Linked DNA regions of Rattus norvegicus: all the other regions are linked to region 2. The links are chromatin contacts, called in public Hi-C maps. All regions are on one chromosome and are shown on one strand. The core of a region is the stretch at or near the end of the contact, and the rest is flanking DNA. Distances in the headings are between cores, read along the strand shown. Region 1 holds the start of Phkg1 (phosphorylase kinase catalytic subunit gamma 1). Region 2 holds the start of Gusb (glucuronidase, beta). Region 3 has its middle 20 kb from the start of Kctd7.

Evidence for each region. A called contact is a pair of places that touch in the nucleus more often than the background predicts.
Region 1: a Hi-C map of frontal cortex shows a contact between it and region 2, with 1.9 times the contacts expected there. The contact joins the promoter of Phkg1 here to the promoter of Gusb in region 2. A contact is called at or near these places in 2 of 12 Hi-C or Micro-C datasets (Schwann cells and frontal cortex).
Region 3: a contact with region 2 is called in a Hi-C map of liver, with 2.7 times the contacts expected there. The contact joins the enhancer-like site here to the promoter of Gusb in region 2. A contact is called at or near these places in 5 of 12 Hi-C or Micro-C datasets (Schwann cells, hepatocytes, kidney and 2 more).

What each region holds. Positions count from the first base shown.
Region 1 is chr12:32,473,745-32,476,444 of GRCr8, reverse strand. It overlaps Phkg1 (phosphorylase kinase catalytic subunit gamma 1), which reads right to left and starts at 1,368. Exons shown (of 10, transcript NM_031573.2): 1 at 1,326-1,368.
Region 2 is chr12:32,335,964-32,338,663 of GRCr8, reverse strand. Gusb (glucuronidase, beta) reads right to left here and starts at 1,357. Exons shown (of 12, transcript NM_017015.3): 1 at 1,100-1,357. The coding sequence starts at 1,309.
Region 3 is chr12:32,146,460-32,149,159 of GRCr8, reverse strand. No RefSeq gene overlaps it. Among named protein-coding and RNA genes, the nearest start is that of Kctd7, 20 kb to the left of the region's middle. Within about 2 kb of position 1,254, at least 1 of the 93 cell types and tissues checked has an H3K27ac peak or open chromatin away from gene starts, as enhancers often do. A contact at or near this core is called in liver, where this site is marked.

The sequences.
Region 1 (2,700 bases), core at 119-2,618, 140 kb before region 2:
CTAAAACTCACAGAAGAGATCCACATGCCTCTGCATCCCCAGTGCTGTCATTGAAGGCATGGTTCTCTGTGCCTGGCATGAGTCAGTTATTCTTCTTTCAATTTTATTTAAAAAGATAATTTAATTTTATGTGCCTGCATGTACGCCTGGGTGAGGGTATCGCATCCCCTGGAACTGGAGAGGAAGAGAGCAATGAGTTGCTGCGTCATGGCTGGGAAGTGAACCCACGTCCTCTGGAAGAGCAGCCAGGGTTCTTAACCACTGAGCCATCTCTCTGGCTCCCCTTTTAATTTCATTTTTAGGTGCTAGGGATAGAACCCAGGGTATTGAGTATGTTAAGCAAGCACTCTGCTATGGACTGGGCTGAGTTACACCCTCAGCCCAAAGCCAGGTCAGAGTCAGCGTGCTCCGGTTTGGACGTGGAGAAGCTAAGCTGACCCATCTTGTTCCAGAAACATAGAGGCTCCTGCCAGGAAATTGAACTCCTGCTTCAGACCCAGGGTTTGAGAAAGGCAGAAAAATCACCCAGCAATAAGAAGAGGCAAGCAGGCGAAGGGCACATGCTTCTTCTCCACTTCCAAGAAAGCCTGGTCTCCCAAGGGACCCAGTCTGCTGAGCAGCCAAGCAGCAGTTCTGACTGCCTCAAGCTGGCCTTTGCAGGAGGCCTGGTGTCCAGCGACTGGGTGCCTGGTTACCAGAGGGAGGTTTAGAATAACAACTGTCTCCTTTGCCAATAGGAGGAACCAGGCCTGTTTACTGACCGTATCAACAGCCAGCAGAGCCCGAACCTGTTAGTATCCGTTAAAAAACATGCCTGTTTGCTGAGAGCCCATTCTAAAATCCCAAGATGGGCGTGTATGACCCTCACCCATTATCCAGCCACACCAGACCCCTTGCGTGGGTACAGAGCAATTCTTGGCCCCTACCAGGATGCCATCCTGAGCCAGGCTGGTCGAAATCTGGCTGTGTTCACCTTTCCTGAGAATATACGTGTGTCGATCTCCCTGTTTTTCAGGCCCGACTAGAGCCAACCATGGATCTTTATTGACCGCTCCATTAGCCCCTTACGCTTGTTCCAAGACTCCCTGGAGGTGTGAGGGAGTTCTAAATATGAGTAGATGGTCCAACGTTTTGGAATTCGATATCCCAGAAAGCTAGTCAGAGGACACAGCCACATGCATGATCTGTAGATAACTGCCCAACAGGTGTTCTGAGAATCTGTGCTCTCCCAGGTCTGAGGAGAAATGGGTCAAACGGACCTGGGGAAGGGGTCTTGTTTTTGCCTCATAACCCTATTGCTCCCCGACTGCTGCCTGGCTACTTACAGTTAGGTTCTTGTAGGCTCTTGAATGGAAGTGACAGGAATTCCAAAGCTCCTGGAGCCCTTGGGAGACAGCGGACTGTCACAGAGGATTGAAGCTGTGTCCTGAGCAGACACTTGTTAGAGTTGCTATCTTGCTCCTCTTCTGGGACTTTGGTACTTGGTGATGGAAGGCCGGTCTGCCAAAAATAAATCACAACTGCAAACCTGGGATGCAGGCCAAGGTCCAGGAGGGATAGGCCTGGGGCAAAACTACATCAGGGGTGACACCTGGCGGAGGCTGAGGGAAACACACGTGAATTGGGACAAAGCAAATGGCTTTTGCTGAGGAAAGCGCCTCCAGTGTGGAGGCAGAGGCAGGTAGATTTTTAGAGTTCCGAGTGATTTCCATGACAGGCAGAAAGTTACACATAGAAACCTGGCCTGGGGGGTTGGGGATTTGGCTCAGTGGTAGAGCGCTTGCCTAGCAAGCGCAAGGCCCTGGGTTCGGTCCCCAGCTCCAAAAAAAAAAAAAAAAAGAAAAGAAAAGAAACCTGGCCTGGAAAAACAAAACAAACAAAGAAAGAAAAAACAAACTTTTAATTACATATAAGTACATATGCCTTGGCTAGGGTTTTCCTGCTGTCAACAGACACCATGACCAAAGCAACTCTTGTAAGGACATTTAGTTGGGGCTGGCTTACAGGTTCAGAGGTTCAGTCCATTATCATCAAGGTGGGATCATGGCAGCATCCAGGCAGGCATGGTGCAGGAGGAGCTGAGAGTTCTACATCTTCATCTGAAGGCTGCTAGTGGAAGACTGACTTCCAGGCAGCTAGGGCAAAGGTCTTAAGCCCATGCCCACAGTGACACACCTATTCCAACAGGGCCACACCTCTTAAAAGTGCCACTCCCGGGGCTGGGGATTTAGCTCAGTGGTAGAGCGCTTACCTAGGAAACGCAAGGCCCTGGGTTCGGTCCCCAGCTCCGAAAAAAAGAACCAAAAAAAAAAAAAAAAAAAGTGCCACTCCCTGGGCCAAGCACATACAAACCATCACAGCATATCTCTCTGTATGTGCACACGAGTACTAGTGCCTGCCTAAGCCAGAGGTGTTGGGTCTCTCTGCAGCTGGAATTAGAGATGATTGTAGCTACCTGTGGGTGCTGGAGATCAAATTCTGGAAAAGCGGTTTATCTTAAGGAATGAGCCCCATGTTTTGAGATTTTATGTGTTTGAGTCTTTTCCCGGGAGTATGTATGTGCCTGTCTTATACGCTCAGATGTCAGAGAGGGCATTCAATCCCCTAGAATTGGAGTTATAACTATTGTGAGACACTATGGGAGTATGGAAAACTGAACTCAGGTCCTCTGAAAGAGCAGCAAGTGCTCTTAACACGAGC
Region 2 (2,700 bases), core at 108-2,607:
GAGGCAAACGTGGGTCACTGTCTCAAACACACACACACACACACACACACACACACACACAGAGAGAGAGAGAGAGAGAGAGAGAGAGAGAGAGAGAGAGAGAGAGAGAGAACGCACTGGTGAGAAGACTCAGTGGGCTAAAAGACACTAGCCACCAAGCCTGATGACTTGAATTATACCCCTGGGACCTAGGAGAGACCAGACTCCAACAAGTTATCCTCTCACCTCCACATGCACTGCATAGCACATGGGTGCCCACATACGCGCACACAAATACATAAAGGTTACAAATTTTAAACGAAGAGAGAGACCAGGAAGGAGAGGAGAGAGCAAAATAGGGAAAGAGGAACCGAGCAAGGTAGGATGAATGAATGAATGAATCGGAGAGAGGCGGAAGCTGTGAGCACACAGGTTTGCTTCAACCTGCTTCTGCGCCAAGCCTACCTAGGTAGGAAGGGAGAGCGCGGAAGGGGTCCTCTGCTAGCTGTGTGCAAAGTCATGTCCTCTATCTGAATCTTACAACCCCAAGGTCCTTTTGGCTTTGGTTGAGCAACGTTCCGCTGGCATACTGGCTCCCCTCCCCTCTATAGCCACCCCCAAATCTCTGTGGTGGGTAGCATCTCCTAGGGCTCTGCGTCTCACTAGATGGGAAAGAGCTTGCTGGAGGCACGTGCACAAACATCCCCTCCAACACTTTAGCTGGCATGAGAACTTCCAGGAAGGCAGGAGCTGGAGGTTCGGGCCAGCCTGGGTTATAGAATGAGACACAGCTTCCAAACATAAACAAAAGGCTCATTAATGACAAGCACTCACAGGGCCCTGGGTTCAACCCCCAGCACTGTGAAGTAAAATGAAAAGCTTTAAAAAAAAAAAAAATCCACTGCCTGGGTTAGTGCCTGACTAGCAGAAGCCCTGGAGTTCAAGCGGTTTTGAGGCATGCCAGGTCTCACTTCCTGCTCTGGCCGCTCCCCTCCCCAGCCTGCAAACCCATATTAACCTCCTCTAGGTGAGCACTAGGGGATCTCCAGGTACAGGCACCTCTCCGCCCATGCCCTCGCTTCTGAAAGCTTCCAGACCCCGGGTCCGGAGGAGCGCTCACCTCCCGTAGCGGCTGCCGGTACCACTGCTTCTCGAAGCCCTGCAACCGATTGTTCGAGTAATCGGCACGGAAGCTCCACAGGCCGTCCAGCACCTTGAGTTCCCGCGAAGGGGTCTCCTTCGGGAACAGCATCCCGCCCTGCAGCGCCAGCGCGCAGCTGCACAGCAGCTGGCCCAGTACGAACCAACACACACTCCGTCTTGGGGACATGCTGGCCGGGATGCCCGCCGTCCAGCGGCTGGGCCTTTTAGCCTCGCTCTCTGGGGCAAGGCGGAGGCGGGACTTTGGAGGGTCACATGTTCTCTAGAGAAGCGGCCGGCGCCAACTTGGATGAGGGCAAGTGCTGGAACAGCTGCTGGCCCCAAGGCTACAACTCTGCAGAAAGAGGAAACACTCAAGACCTGAAGTTCTGGATTATCCTACCCTACGCCTTACAAAAGTCCCTGCCTGCTTCACATCCATTAACATTTCCCCCTCCCCCACTCACAATCTGGGGCTGTGCCTCCCAGTACTGCTAGGCTGAAAGGACCCTTGAAGTCCCTGACCCCGCTATTTCTTCACAACTCCTGTGAAAAGTCGCGGATGAGGGTTCAAAAGAGATACTGAGAAGGACTCGGGGAGTTAAGAGTTTATTAAAGGGATTATTAAGGTCTGGAAAGTACATGCAGACAATTTTGAGGCGGGGTCTCATCTTGTAGGTCTCACAGGAAGGTAATCTCTCCTGATGCCCAAGCAAGTAAGGGGATGGAGAAAAAAAGGTTTTGGCCATCAAGCCAGGAGGTTTTGGCGCACGCCTTTAAGCCCAGCACTTGGAAGGTAGAGGCAGGTCAATCTCTGTGAGTTCAAAGTCAGCCTGATCTACAGAGTGAGTTCCAGGACAGCCAGGAGAGCAGAGAAACCTCAAAACAAAACAAACAAACAGGGGTTGGGGATTTAGCTCAGCGGTAGAGCACTTGCCTAGCAAGCGCAAGGCCCTGGGTTCGGTCCCCAGCTCCGAAAAAAAGAAAAAAGACAAAAACAAACAAACAAACAAAAACCCAAACAAACAAAAAGCAAGAAAAAAATTAATCAATTAGTCTATAAGAACAAATAGATACGCTCCCCCCCTTGCTTTCTGGAAATCATTTCATGGTTTGGCTGTGAATATAGTTATTTTCACAATGCATTTTTTTTTCTTTTTTTATTAGGAAAATTTCAAAAGTATGAGTAGCAAAATGACAGCAATCTCCAATTGTAATCTTATAATTTAGTATGTATTTGCATATGTTATATATCCTTTTTATTGTGTTATTTGGTTGCCTTTTGAGACAGGGTCTCAAGGCACCTAAGTTGGCCTGGAACATGTTTTGTGCCACAGGAGGACCTGGTGCCTACAAGGCAAAGAGGGAGCATTAGGACTCAGAGTCTCAGAGTTGAAGCATCTATACCCAAGTTCAAGACCTTTGTAGAACTGACAACCCTGGGCATAAAAGACCTGTCTCCTGGGCCTGTGCTCTGTCATTCCGGTCACAAATGCGGGTCACGTGTGCGTGTGTGTGTGTGTGTGTGTGTGTGTGTGTGTGTGTGTGTGTATGTATATATGATATATATGTATATGTATG
Region 3 (2,700 bases), core at 5-2,504, 190 kb after region 2:
GATTTGAACTCATGACCTCTGGAAGAGCAGTCAGTGCTCTTAACCGCTGAGCCATCTCTCCAGCCCCTTGTCTTCACCTTTTATAAATGGTAAAATTATATATGTGTGTGTGCATATAATGCACATGTATATATATTATATACACATACATATATGTGTGCACATTTGTGCATATATTTGTATACCTATATATATACATATACATACACACATACATATCACATGCTAAAGAATTATTTTCAATTCTTTTGTGATTTATTTCTTTTTTTTTTAAGATTTATTTATTTATTTTGTATATGAGTACACTGTAGCTGTCTTCTGACACACCAGAAGAGGGCATCGAATTCCATTACAGATGGTTGTGAGCCACCATGTGGTTGCTGGGATTTGAACTCATGACCTCTGGAAGAGCAGTCGGTGCTCTTAACCGCTGAGCCATCTCTCCAGCCCCTTGTCTTCACCTTTTATAAATGGTAAAATTATATATGTGTGTGTGCATATAATGCACATGTATATATATTATATACACATACATATATGTGTGCACATTTGTGCATATATTTGTATACCTATATATATACATATACATACACACACATACATATCACATGCTAAAGAATTATTCTCAATTCTTTTGTGATTTATTTCTTTTTTTTTTTAAGATTTATTTATTTATTTTGTATATGAGTACACTGTAGCTGTCTTCTGACACACCAGAAGAGGGCATCGGATCCCATTACAGATGGTTGTGAGCCACCATGTGGTTGCTGGGATTTGAACTCAGGACCTCTGGAAGAGCAGTCGGTGCTCTTAACCGCTGAGCCGTCTCTCCAGCCCCCTGTGATTTATTTCTAGTAACTGTTTGGCTCGTGAACCTATTTTATCTATCCATATACCCAGTTATAGAAAATGTCAAGCTCTACCCCTAGTGGTCAGGAGTAAAAAAAAAAAATTAAGAAGCCTTAGTTTAGGGCTGGGGATTTAGCTCAGTGGTAGAGCGCTTACCTAGGAAGCGCAAGGCCCTGGGTTCGGTCCCCAGCTCCGGAAAAAAAGAACCAAAAAAAAAAAAAAAAAAGTGTCGTTCAAGAAGCCTTAGTTTAGAATTAGGATAAAGGCCAAAGGAAGAATTCCTTTCTCTGTCCAACATTGAGGTCCAGTTCTTCTTGACTCGCAGAGTGGCAGGGAAGTCTCCAAATGCTTGCTTGGGGCCACTGCAGTGTAAACCAACACAGAGCAGTTCCCGTTAAACTCAACACACATTGGGGTTGGACCCAGCACAACCCGGAATGCAAATGCCTGTCTGCTCCATGACTCACCAGCGCCCACTACCGACAAAGAGAAGTATCGCTTCTTAAAAAATTGAAAGGTCTCTGTTTCCATTGATTCCCCTCCCAAAAAAAAGCAATGAAAGGTGAATTTGAAACTGAGAGACATTCCATTAATAACTCTCCTGTAATGGCTATCCCTGGTTGTCAACTTGACTATCTCAAATGAGCTACCATCCTTAATCAGAGGGCACACCTGTGATCCAGATCTTGGGGCTGGAAGACACAAGTTTCTGACCTGGATCTTGGCATGGAGGTCTTGAGGCATAGTGGCTATGAAAAGTGTAGTACACGTCTTTAATCCCAAGACACTGAGGCAAGGAGACCTCTGAGTTCAAGTCATCGGGGGACAAGTAAGTTCCAGATCCAGGGGTGGTGGTACACACCTTTAATCTGGGCCACACCTTCTGCTGGAGGCCTACAATGGAGGAAGGAAGGCTCACTCTTCTGCTTGCACTTACTTGCCAGCACATCTTCTGGAACCTACTTCTTCAGGATCCCAGCTCCTACAGAAGAGCAGCTGAAACAACCAGCCTCATGGACTGAGCGACTGCTAGACTCTGGGACTTCCCATCCACAGCTGCCCATAGTTGGAGGACAATAAATTCCCTTAGTATGGAGAGACCTTCTCTAAGTTCTGTGCTCTAGAGAACCCTGACTAATACATATCCCGTTTGTACGTCTATTGATCCAGGTTTATAATCTCATCTGGGCTTCTTTCCTCAGACGCGAATGAAATGCTATACTCAAATCACCTGGTAATATCGCGGCTTGCATGGCTACTTAAGAATGGGTACTCTTGGGCTGGAGAGATGGCTCAGCAGTTAGGGGCATCGACTGCTCTTCCAGAGGTGCTGAGTTCAAATCCCAGCAACCACATGGTGGCTCACAATGATCTATAATGAGATCTGATGCCCTCTTCTGGTGTGTTTGAAGACAGCAACTTATATATCATAAATAAATCTTTTTAAAAAATGACCTAAACGGCTAATATTTAAAAAAAAAAGAATGGGCGCTCTTTACCCCTCTCTCCTGCATTCATTGTCGTCATTTTCCCAATCTTGGGTAGTACCAAAGTCACACAACTCTGGCGGTCCTTGCATTCCTACACAGAGTTCATTGTACGCTGCTGTGGCATCCCCTCCTTGAATCCATGCACATTGTCGCCTGTGAAATCTTCCAACTGCACTGGTACAGACACCTCTTGGTTTGGCTGAGCCCCTGGTTACCTCCTGAATTAGCTCCGTTTCTTACTTCTGCAGCCAAATACCTGCCCGGAATAGCTCGAAGGAGGAGGTATTTATTTTGTCTCATCTCGGGGAAGGTTCAGGTCATCAGCACAAAGGGCTGAGGGTCTTGCGGGGTCACCCCGTGT